Linked DNA regions of Mus musculus: all the other regions are linked to region 1. A link is a contact called in public promoter capture Hi-C and targeted proximity ligation data. All regions are on one chromosome and are shown on one strand. The core of a region is the stretch at or near the end of the contact, and the rest is flanking DNA. Distances in the headings are between cores, read along the strand shown. Region 1 holds the start of Pank1 (pantothenate kinase 1). Region 2 overlaps Slc16a12 (solute carrier family 16 (monocarboxylic acid transporters), member 12). Region 3 holds the start of Ifit1 (interferon-induced protein with tetratricopeptide repeats 1).

The links. Promoter capture Hi-C pulls out the DNA fragments that hold promoters and counts their contacts.
Region 2: a contact with region 1 is called in a promoter capture Hi-C map of liver. A contact is called at or near these places in 6 of 39 promoter capture datasets (the 3T3-L1 cell line, the C10 cell line, the HPC-7 cell line and 1 more), 9 of 484 Hi-C or Micro-C datasets (the AML12 cell line, the Ba/F3 cell line, the HPC-7 cell line and 5 more), 7 of 130 datasets of targeted methods (the 230-238 cell line, the NIH/3T3 cell line, bone marrow-derived macrophages and 4 more) and 3 of 9 other capture datasets (adipose tissue, liver and macrophages).
Region 3: a contact with region 1 is called in a targeted proximity ligation map of microglia, with 8 times the contacts expected there. A contact is called at or near these places in 10 of 39 promoter capture datasets (the 3T3-L1 cell line, 3T3-L1-derived adipocytes, the C10 cell line and 5 more), 2 of 130 datasets of targeted methods (bone marrow-derived macrophages and microglia) and 2 of 9 other capture datasets (adipose tissue and macrophages).

Annotation. Positions count from the first base shown.
Region 1 is chr19:34,878,122-34,880,907 of GRCm38.p6, forward strand. It overlaps Pank1 (pantothenate kinase 1), which reads right to left and starts at 1,334. Exons shown (of 7, transcript NM_001114339.2): 1 at 403-1,334. The coding sequence starts at 955.
Region 2 is chr19:34,684,293-34,686,992 of GRCm38.p6, forward strand. The region is part of intron 2 of Slc16a12 (solute carrier family 16 (monocarboxylic acid transporters), member 12); the gene reads right to left. Among named protein-coding and RNA genes, the nearest start is that of Ifit1, 45 kb to the left of the region's middle.
Region 3 is chr19:34,639,576-34,642,275 of GRCm38.p6, forward strand. It overlaps Ifit1 (interferon-induced protein with tetratricopeptide repeats 1), which reads left to right and starts at 1,314. Exons shown (of 2, transcript NM_008331.3): 1 at 1,314-1,412. The coding sequence starts at 1,408. It also overlaps a transcript of Ifit1bl1 not described here and a transcript of Ifit1bl2 not described here.

The sequences.
Region 1 (2,786 bases), core at 84-2,583:
GCTTGCCAATGGGCCCTAGATACTGGCGGTTACTCTGCGATTCAAAGGGCAAACTGGTAGCCTGAGATGCACGCCCCAAAAGATGTGCTCGGAGAAGGGAGCAGTGAGCCCCGGGCTGTGCCAGCCCGCCCTCCTCCTAGTCCCAGACCCAAGATCAGTCGGGTTGTTTGCCCCACGGCCACCAATAACAGCGGGCAGTGCGTTCTCCCAGCCGCTACGGTGACCGAGGGAGCAGCTCCAGCTAGTGTCTGACCGACCCAGTAGGCGGATCGGACTAGACAGGCGCCACCGCGGGCCGCCACCTTGGACGCCCGACGCCTCTAGGGAGGACGCAGTCCAGAGCGGCACTCTGTCGCCCCCCTCGACCGCGGGCACCGGCGCTTCCCTGCCGGCAGGACTTACGCGGCCTGTTCTTCCTCCCGGAGTCCATCCTCCTCCGCAGCCGGCATTTCTTGGCCGGAGAATCATGCTGGGCGAACAGCGGCTGCGGCTGCAGCTCGGACGGGAGCTGGAAGCGTGGGGCCGGCGGGTCGCGGCTGCTGGCGGCCGACGGGTGGAAGCCGTTGTGCAGCAGCCCGTTCACGGCGGCCGCGGCGCCCTCGGGGGCCCCCGGGGACTGCAGGGCCGCGCGCTCGTGTTGCGCGCCGCGGTCGCCCATGCCCGGGACCGGCGGAGCGGTGCGCGGGCTCCGGCTCTGGCAGCCTCGCTGGAGGTCACGGTCGGCCGTTCCCCGATCTTCCGATCCACCCTGGGGCTTGCTCTCCCGCAGCCTCGGCGCCGCGGTCGGGAGCTGGTGGCCCCGGCGCTCCTCCCCTCCTCCCGTCGGCGTCCCCACGTCTTCGGCGAGCTGGGCCCCGCGCACCGGGCTTGCTGCTCTCGCCCGCAGCGTGTCGGCATCGCGCGCAGCTGCGGGAACCTCGGTGGACCCCGGCCGGGGAGCCCGCCTCCCCCTCATCCCAAGGCCGAGCCACTTCAAATGCGGCTTCCTCGCCTCCCAGACCTGTCCCCGCCACTGAGCATGCCCAGTCCTACCCGCCACCGCCACCGACGAGTTTCAACGTGCGGAATGAAGTTCTCGGGGTTTGCGAAGAGGAGATAGGCGGATGGGGCTTTGTGTGGCGGAGCGAGCCTAAAGGGTACTGGGTGAGGTAGGCACGAGACAGCCAGAAGCCTCGGGAGGAATGCCGGAGGAAGCCAGATATTTGCAGAGGTTTCAGGTTTGCTAATCCTATCCCCAGTGGGCTAGTACCTTCACAAGGTCACCCATGCTACATCCCCGCCCCACGAAAGTGTGTGAGCAGGCGCGCGTGCGTTAATGTGACCAAACTACTCCCAGGTCTGAAGGGAGGGAAGAGAACAATTATTTATAGAGAGGTAGGCAGCCTTGGAGAAGGAGGGGAGTGAAATTCCTTGGTTGGCACACTCACACAAACAGCATGTGTTCTCGAGTTGTCGTTTGCAGAGAGGAAACCTAGGAAGAGAGAGAAAGGACAGTGAAGGACAAAACTAGGCAGGAATAACCGGTGCTAGAAGAAACCAAGTAAACAGAACCGATCCCAAGCTATAAAAAGCGCATTCCTCACCCAGAAAAGACCGGCAGGGGACAATGCCCTGTTCTGTTATTTATGAAATAAAAAGTTGCCTTGGTTATGAGAAGGGGAACCAGCACCATGATAGCCCTCAGAGTTAGCCCCCAGTTCCCAGTTCCGATTCCCACTGACACTGAGCAAAAGACAAAGTCAGTACTTAACACACCTGTTATAGGCAGTGCCCAGCAAGCGGGACACATTTGGGTATTGGGGACTTCTTGAGGCCTTAGCTTTTGTGTCTGTCCAAAGGGGACTCTTGTGTGTCACAAAAGTACCTAATATAACCTTTGCACATAATAAATGCCCACAAGAGTCTAATGTAGACATTAAAGTCAGGCTGGGGATATAACAGTCAGACACTTCTTATCATGGGATTCTGTCCCTACGAAGGAATAGAGAGAACATAACGGCAGGCTATTGTTTCCAATGACTATGAATACAGCGGGCAGAGGCCAGGCCCCTCACTGAATTTGCACATCACCAAGCTCAAACTAAGCTCTTTGACCCTCTGAAAACATCTGTATTAAAGAGGTGAGAACCGAAGTCTCCAAAGGCCAGCTTCAACAACTTGAACTTCCCTCTACCTTAATCCTAGCAAAAGTGACCTGTGATTAGCCTACCCACCCCTTGAACTAAATCCTCCATGGGTCCAAAACTGGCATTAGCTGTGCCCGGGGTTTACATTTGGTTTGAGGATTTCTTCTGGCAGAGCCCTTCCCAAAATCAACAGGTTCAGAATCAATGAGGCCACTCTGTTTCATCCACCTGTCATTTCAAATCAGGAAACCAAGGCACAGAGACATAACTGAGACTAAGACCAAAACTAGAACTTAATCCCTGTTTCCCTGCTTCCTTGGGCTTATATGATTTGAGAAATTGCCTTAGGTAATCCAGCCTCAGCCCATCTGATTTTTGTCCAGTTCTGTACAACTTGCTCCTTCAGGCTTATAATCTCTCCCTATTCCTATAACCCTTTATACCTCCTTCTTCTGGCTACAAAATACACATAGCCTACCTAGTAACACAGCCCTGCATCCCAACTACTCGGGAGGCTAAACCTCCTGAGGAGGAAGACCTCAAATTGAAGTCCTGCCTTAACTACTTAGTTCAAGTCAGTTTTCGTTACGTAATGAAACCCTGTCTCAAAAAAAAAAAAAAAAAAATGCTGGAGAGATGCTGGAGATGTCTAGCATTTGG
Region 2 (2,700 bases), core at 104-2,603, 190 kb before region 1:
AACAGTGCCTTCCTAGAACAGATGCTGGCATTTCAAACATTTTAGCCTGACTTGCAAGTCTTTGGTGTCCATGCTCCTTTCTGCCCACTGTTTGCATACTTCACTTCAGTCACCTCTTTCTACCTCGTTCAACACAGTCCCTGTGTATTATGCACGTCCGTACATTATAGCTTTTTCTGTGATTCTCCTCTAAGTGCTCGTTTTAATCTCAGATAGTTAGCCATTCCACACCTCCAGGAAATCCTCCTTGACTGCTCCCTTATTGCTCAAGACAGGAATGGATGCTTCTCGTACTCGTCCTCTACATGTGGCATGCTCATCTGTGGTCTGGCAACTCCCTTTCCACTTGTTTGTATTGTCCACTAGACGTTGCGCTGTGACAGAGGAAGACATATATGTCTTAGTTCACACTAAATTCCAAACATCTAGTATAGTATCTGTCATGAATTGGGTGCTTATAAAAATTGTTCAACAGAAGAAGACAATGAAGGAAGGTGAAAGAGGAAGGAAGAATGAAAGAAGGATGAAGGAAGAAGGAAGGAGGGAGGGAGGGAGGGAGGGAGGGAGGGAGGGAGGGAAGAAGGAAGGAAGGAAGGAAGGAAGGGAGGGAGGGAGGGAGGGAGGGAGGGAGGGAGGGAGGGAGGGAGGGAGGGAGGGAGGGAGGGAGGGGAGCCCCTTGATAGAGAATCTGACTGGAATGTAAGGAAGTGAAAGGCTCCACTGGAGAGAGAGGAGGAAGATAGGGTGGCAGTGCCACCAGAGGGCACTGCAGAGGCAAGCTGGAGCATCCAAACAGGCTATGAAAACACAGAATGAATCACCACTATCAGTGAAAAAGGTGCAGAAGTGACAGTAAAGAGTAGTTGAGAAAATGGCAAGATATTTTGAAATTATAAACCAGTCTCTTCACCAAATCGCTCTGGGGAACATAATATTACTGTGCTGTCCCTTGTGATTTCTTAAAAATTTTGCTTTGCCTTTTTTTTAAATTAATTAAGTTATTTATTTATTTTACATCCTGATTGCAGTGTCCCCTCCATCCTCTCTTCTCAGTCCCTCTCTCTTATCTCCCATCCATCCCGCCATCCATCTCTCCTCCCCTTCTCCTCAGAGATGAGGACGCCTCCCATGGGTATCAGCCAGCTTTAACATAGCAAATTGTAGCAAAATCAGGCACATCTTCTTCTTTTATTGAAAAGAAGCCCAGTAAGGAAAAAGGGATCTGAAGGCAGGCAATGTAGTCAGACAGCCCCTGCTCCCACTTTAGGAATCCCCTATGAAGACCCAGCTGCAGAACTGTTGCATATGTGCAGAGGGCCTAGGTCAGACTGATGCATGCTCTCTGGTTGGCAGTTGAATCTCTGTGAACCCCTGAGGGCACAGGTTATTTGATTGTTTCTGAAATGAGTTGACTAGTCCTATCAGTAAAACTTTGGATCTGAAAATCATTTCTGGAAAGTTGAGAACCTTAGTCAGAGGTCAAAGTTCAATGACCACATCCACCTTTATGAGCATTTCAACACTCATGAAGTTCAGAAAGATGGTTATGTCACTCAATGGGAAGAGGACCAAGTGACAAATGAAAAATAATTAAGTGAAAAGAAATAATACGGTCATTTTTCACCTCTTTAAAAAAGGAGAGAAATGACCATAGAGCTTTCCCGTTGAGGAAGGTTTGTGTTGTAAGATTTAAAATCCAGGGATATCTGAAATAAATTGAATTGTAATAGGAGCACACATGCATCCGGATGCTTGCAATAACAAGAGTCAGGAAAGCAAAGCTCTTATTCCAGATTCATACCCACGGAAACAGTGAGTGAGGAAGCTTGCTGATCTCTCAGGGTTCCAATTTCTTCATCTAGAGAGCAAGCATTTTTATAAGCATGACTCACAAAGATCAGAATGATGCATCTCATGTTGTCTCTTCAGCCTTTGGGGTCTGATAGGACTTGTTCCCCAAAATATAGAAACAGATCACAACCAGTGTCATCACTTATAACCAAACCCCCTTTCTTAAAGATGATCTGACTCAACAGGTCAATGAGCTTTATGACCTGTTAAGCTCAAGCTCACCACTGCTCTGACACTGTCCTAGCTACGCTAAGTTGGATCAAGAACTGACTCACAGCGATGTTGTAGACGACTAGCTAAAATCTCTGTCATATCCCTTGACTAATCCTATAATGTGGTGGGGAATGACTTCACGAAAACTATCTGAAAGCATGCCAACAAGGACAAAGTAAATGCTCGGTAACGTTACAATCACTTCATTTTTATCCTGACTCAAAAGGGTTTGAAAAAATCTCCAAAACTCCAAAGAACTCCAGAAATTTATTTCTACTCAGTTTATTTGAACTCAGGAAATCTAGGCAACACAAAGTCTCAAACCTAGGATATTGTTTTGTTTGAATATTTAAATAAAATTTTTGTTTCTAAAGTAACCATTCAAGTTGTTAATATATGTAGATAATTCATGTAATTGCACTTTAAATATGATCCTTAAGTTAATAATGTATTTTGATAAAGACATCTTAAAGAAAAAAGAAATAATCAATACATAGTAATAAGTAGAAGATATAAATAAATAATAATGACTGCTTTCATTGCCTGTTGAACTTTAAAATTTAAGTTTTTTCAAAGTACAAGGCTAGAGCTGAGATAGAATGTTTAAATGACTTGAGTTATAATTATAGCATTGTT
Region 3 (2,700 bases), core at 64-2,563, 240 kb before region 1:
CTGGAGAAAGTGACCAGAGGGCCAACTCCTGTCTTGGTGTCAGCTGATGGGGGGGGGGGGTTAGGGCTGTACCTACCTGGTCAAAGATAACTCTCAGGAGAGGCTAGCACTATATCAAGGAGATGGGATTAGATGTTTAACTTCTTTCAATATTTTTAATATATGGAGGTGAGAAGGATGAGCTGAATTTGAGGACCTAGACATCAAAGGTCAGGATAAGGAACTAGACAGCAATAAAGGCTGAGATTACAGGTTAACCAAGACAACAGACTAAAGTATTTGACCTCAACCTGAAACAGTGTGAGCCCCACTGTCTGTAGTTCCCTAGATTGCTATTAGCCCTTAAAATGGTATTTATTTTACGTGTATGAACACACTGTAGTTGTCTTCAGACACACCAGAAGAGGGCATTTAATCCTATTACAGATACTTGTGAGCCACCATGTGGTTGCTGGGAACTGAACTCAAGACCTCTAGAAGAGCAGTGAGTGCTCTTAACCACTGACCCATCTAGTAGCCTTGCTATTAGTGGGATAGCATCAAGGCTCTGAATAACCATCACCCTTTAGGGATTCCATGTTTGGTTCTTGTTAACATGACTATGATTGGTGGAAAGAACCCTTTAGAGTCACCTCAGGAGAAGTTAACACAAAGCATGGCTCTACAGCTCTCTGGGCAATGGGAAACTGTCCTGGTTTATAAAGACTGTATTCCTAAGGCTTCGGATAGGCTGGGAAGCTATGGACCAGTCAATGCAGGTGAATAATGACATCTGTGGAAGATGCTAAGGATAGACACACAACAAACCAGCTAGTATCTTCTTCCACTTCCACAATGCATGAGAACTCACTCTTCCAGTCCCAAACTTTCCCTTTGCCATCCTAAGACCCCCTAGTGCCACATGGGAAAGTCTCACTTCCAAGGAGGAACTGCAGACCTTCAGTTGCTTGGAAGAAAGAACAACACTGCTTCTGAAGATGCCAGTCTGCTTTCCATTTTATCTGTATCACCTCCATCAGCCCCTACCTAACAGATAAGAGTCTCTGGGTGGCAGGGATGTCTCACTCTCTCTCTCTGGACAGCAGTCTGGATCCGACATGTCTGTATCCGTTTCAGAGCCTTCTCCTCATCGATTTCAGTGGAGAATGCAGTAGGGCAAACCCCACAGTGCCCCACAGTGCGTCTCCCTGGATAAACTGCAGGCTTCAGTTTCACTTTCCAGTCTCAGTTTCAGTTTCTCACTGCTGACTGAAAAGAGCACACCCCCTAGCTCACCCAGCCCTTTAAAAAAAACCTGAGCTTCCAGTTGGTGTGACAGTCTGCAAGAGAGCAGAGAGTCAAGGCAGGTTTCTGAGGAGTTCTGCTCTGCTGAAAACCCAGAGAACAGCTACCACCTTTACAGCAACCATGGGGTAAGGATTTCCCTGTTCTCCACTCTGAGGGAACCCAGGACACAGACGTTTGCTAGTGGCTGTTTCTGAGTGTGCCTCTAGCTTCTCTTTCTACTGCTGATGGGGAACAAGGATGCTAATTGTCCTGAGGGTCCAGGGAGTTTGCTTAATGCCCCCACTAAGCTGTGTGCCTGGTGCTGGATGTGTGACTGGAAGCTTGTTTTGATTTTTAAGGCTGTCTCACAGCATGTAGTAGGACGTACCTGGGAGAGAATTTAGTGCATGCTCGGCTCACAAACAAAGATGATTACCAAACAGGCCCTCTGGAATGGAATAAAGGACCACCAGTGCCCACTTGGTGCTCCAAAAGTGAGCAGCAGGTTAGAGTATGCTCCTTCTGATCTTCTGAGGACATAGTCCTTAGAATGTTCCAGCATGTCCTCAGAATCTTCCAGCCTATCCCTCAATGGACCTCTTGAAATGCTGTTCAAGCTTTCTGTTCCAGGCGCATTCATTCCCATCCCTGGCTGGCTAAACAAATAGCCAGGGCAACACCTCTCTCTCTCTCTCTCTCTCTCCCTCCCTCCCTCTCTCCCTCCCTCCCTCCCCGCGCCCCCCCCCCCCCCAGGATTAAGAAACAAAAATGTGTCAATTCTATTCTCTCTGACAAGAGGTATTAAAACCTTTTGGCCAAGAAACTAAATATATATGAATAAATATATATGAATATATGTTATATAAAGCCATGTCAGGAAGTTTGATAAGGTAGAGCAAGTAGAGACCCAGAGACTCGGTGGGCACACAACTGAGGCTTAGGGTATGGTGGGTAAAAGTTCTATACCTGAGTCAAGGGCCCCACACATCACCAGGAAGATAATGTGATTGATACAGTACCACCAACCAGTGGTTCCAGATTTAATAGATGGTGCATGGGGCACTACATCACACCCTGAGCCTGAGTATGGAGATATGGAACATCTGTGTTTTGCAACTGTTCAGAGGAATAGAGCATATAACTAACAAGAAAAAAGGCTCTCCTGCCTACCTCTGAGACCTAGGGAATCAGGTCACCTCTGATCCCTTGAGCCTGTGGGCCCCCTACTCCTATTGCCCTTCTGAAGTCAATTGGTCCAGAAGGTAAGAAGAAGTTTGGTAAGGTAGAGCAGATGCTATGCATAGGTGCATGTACCTCCACCTCAAGACAGAGAGCCCAGAAGGATCCTTGTGAGCCTCCCAGTCAAGGCAGACCTTCCTGGGCTACTGCTGTCCAGTTTTCAGAGTCCTCTGAGCTGTCCTGACAAAATCTTTA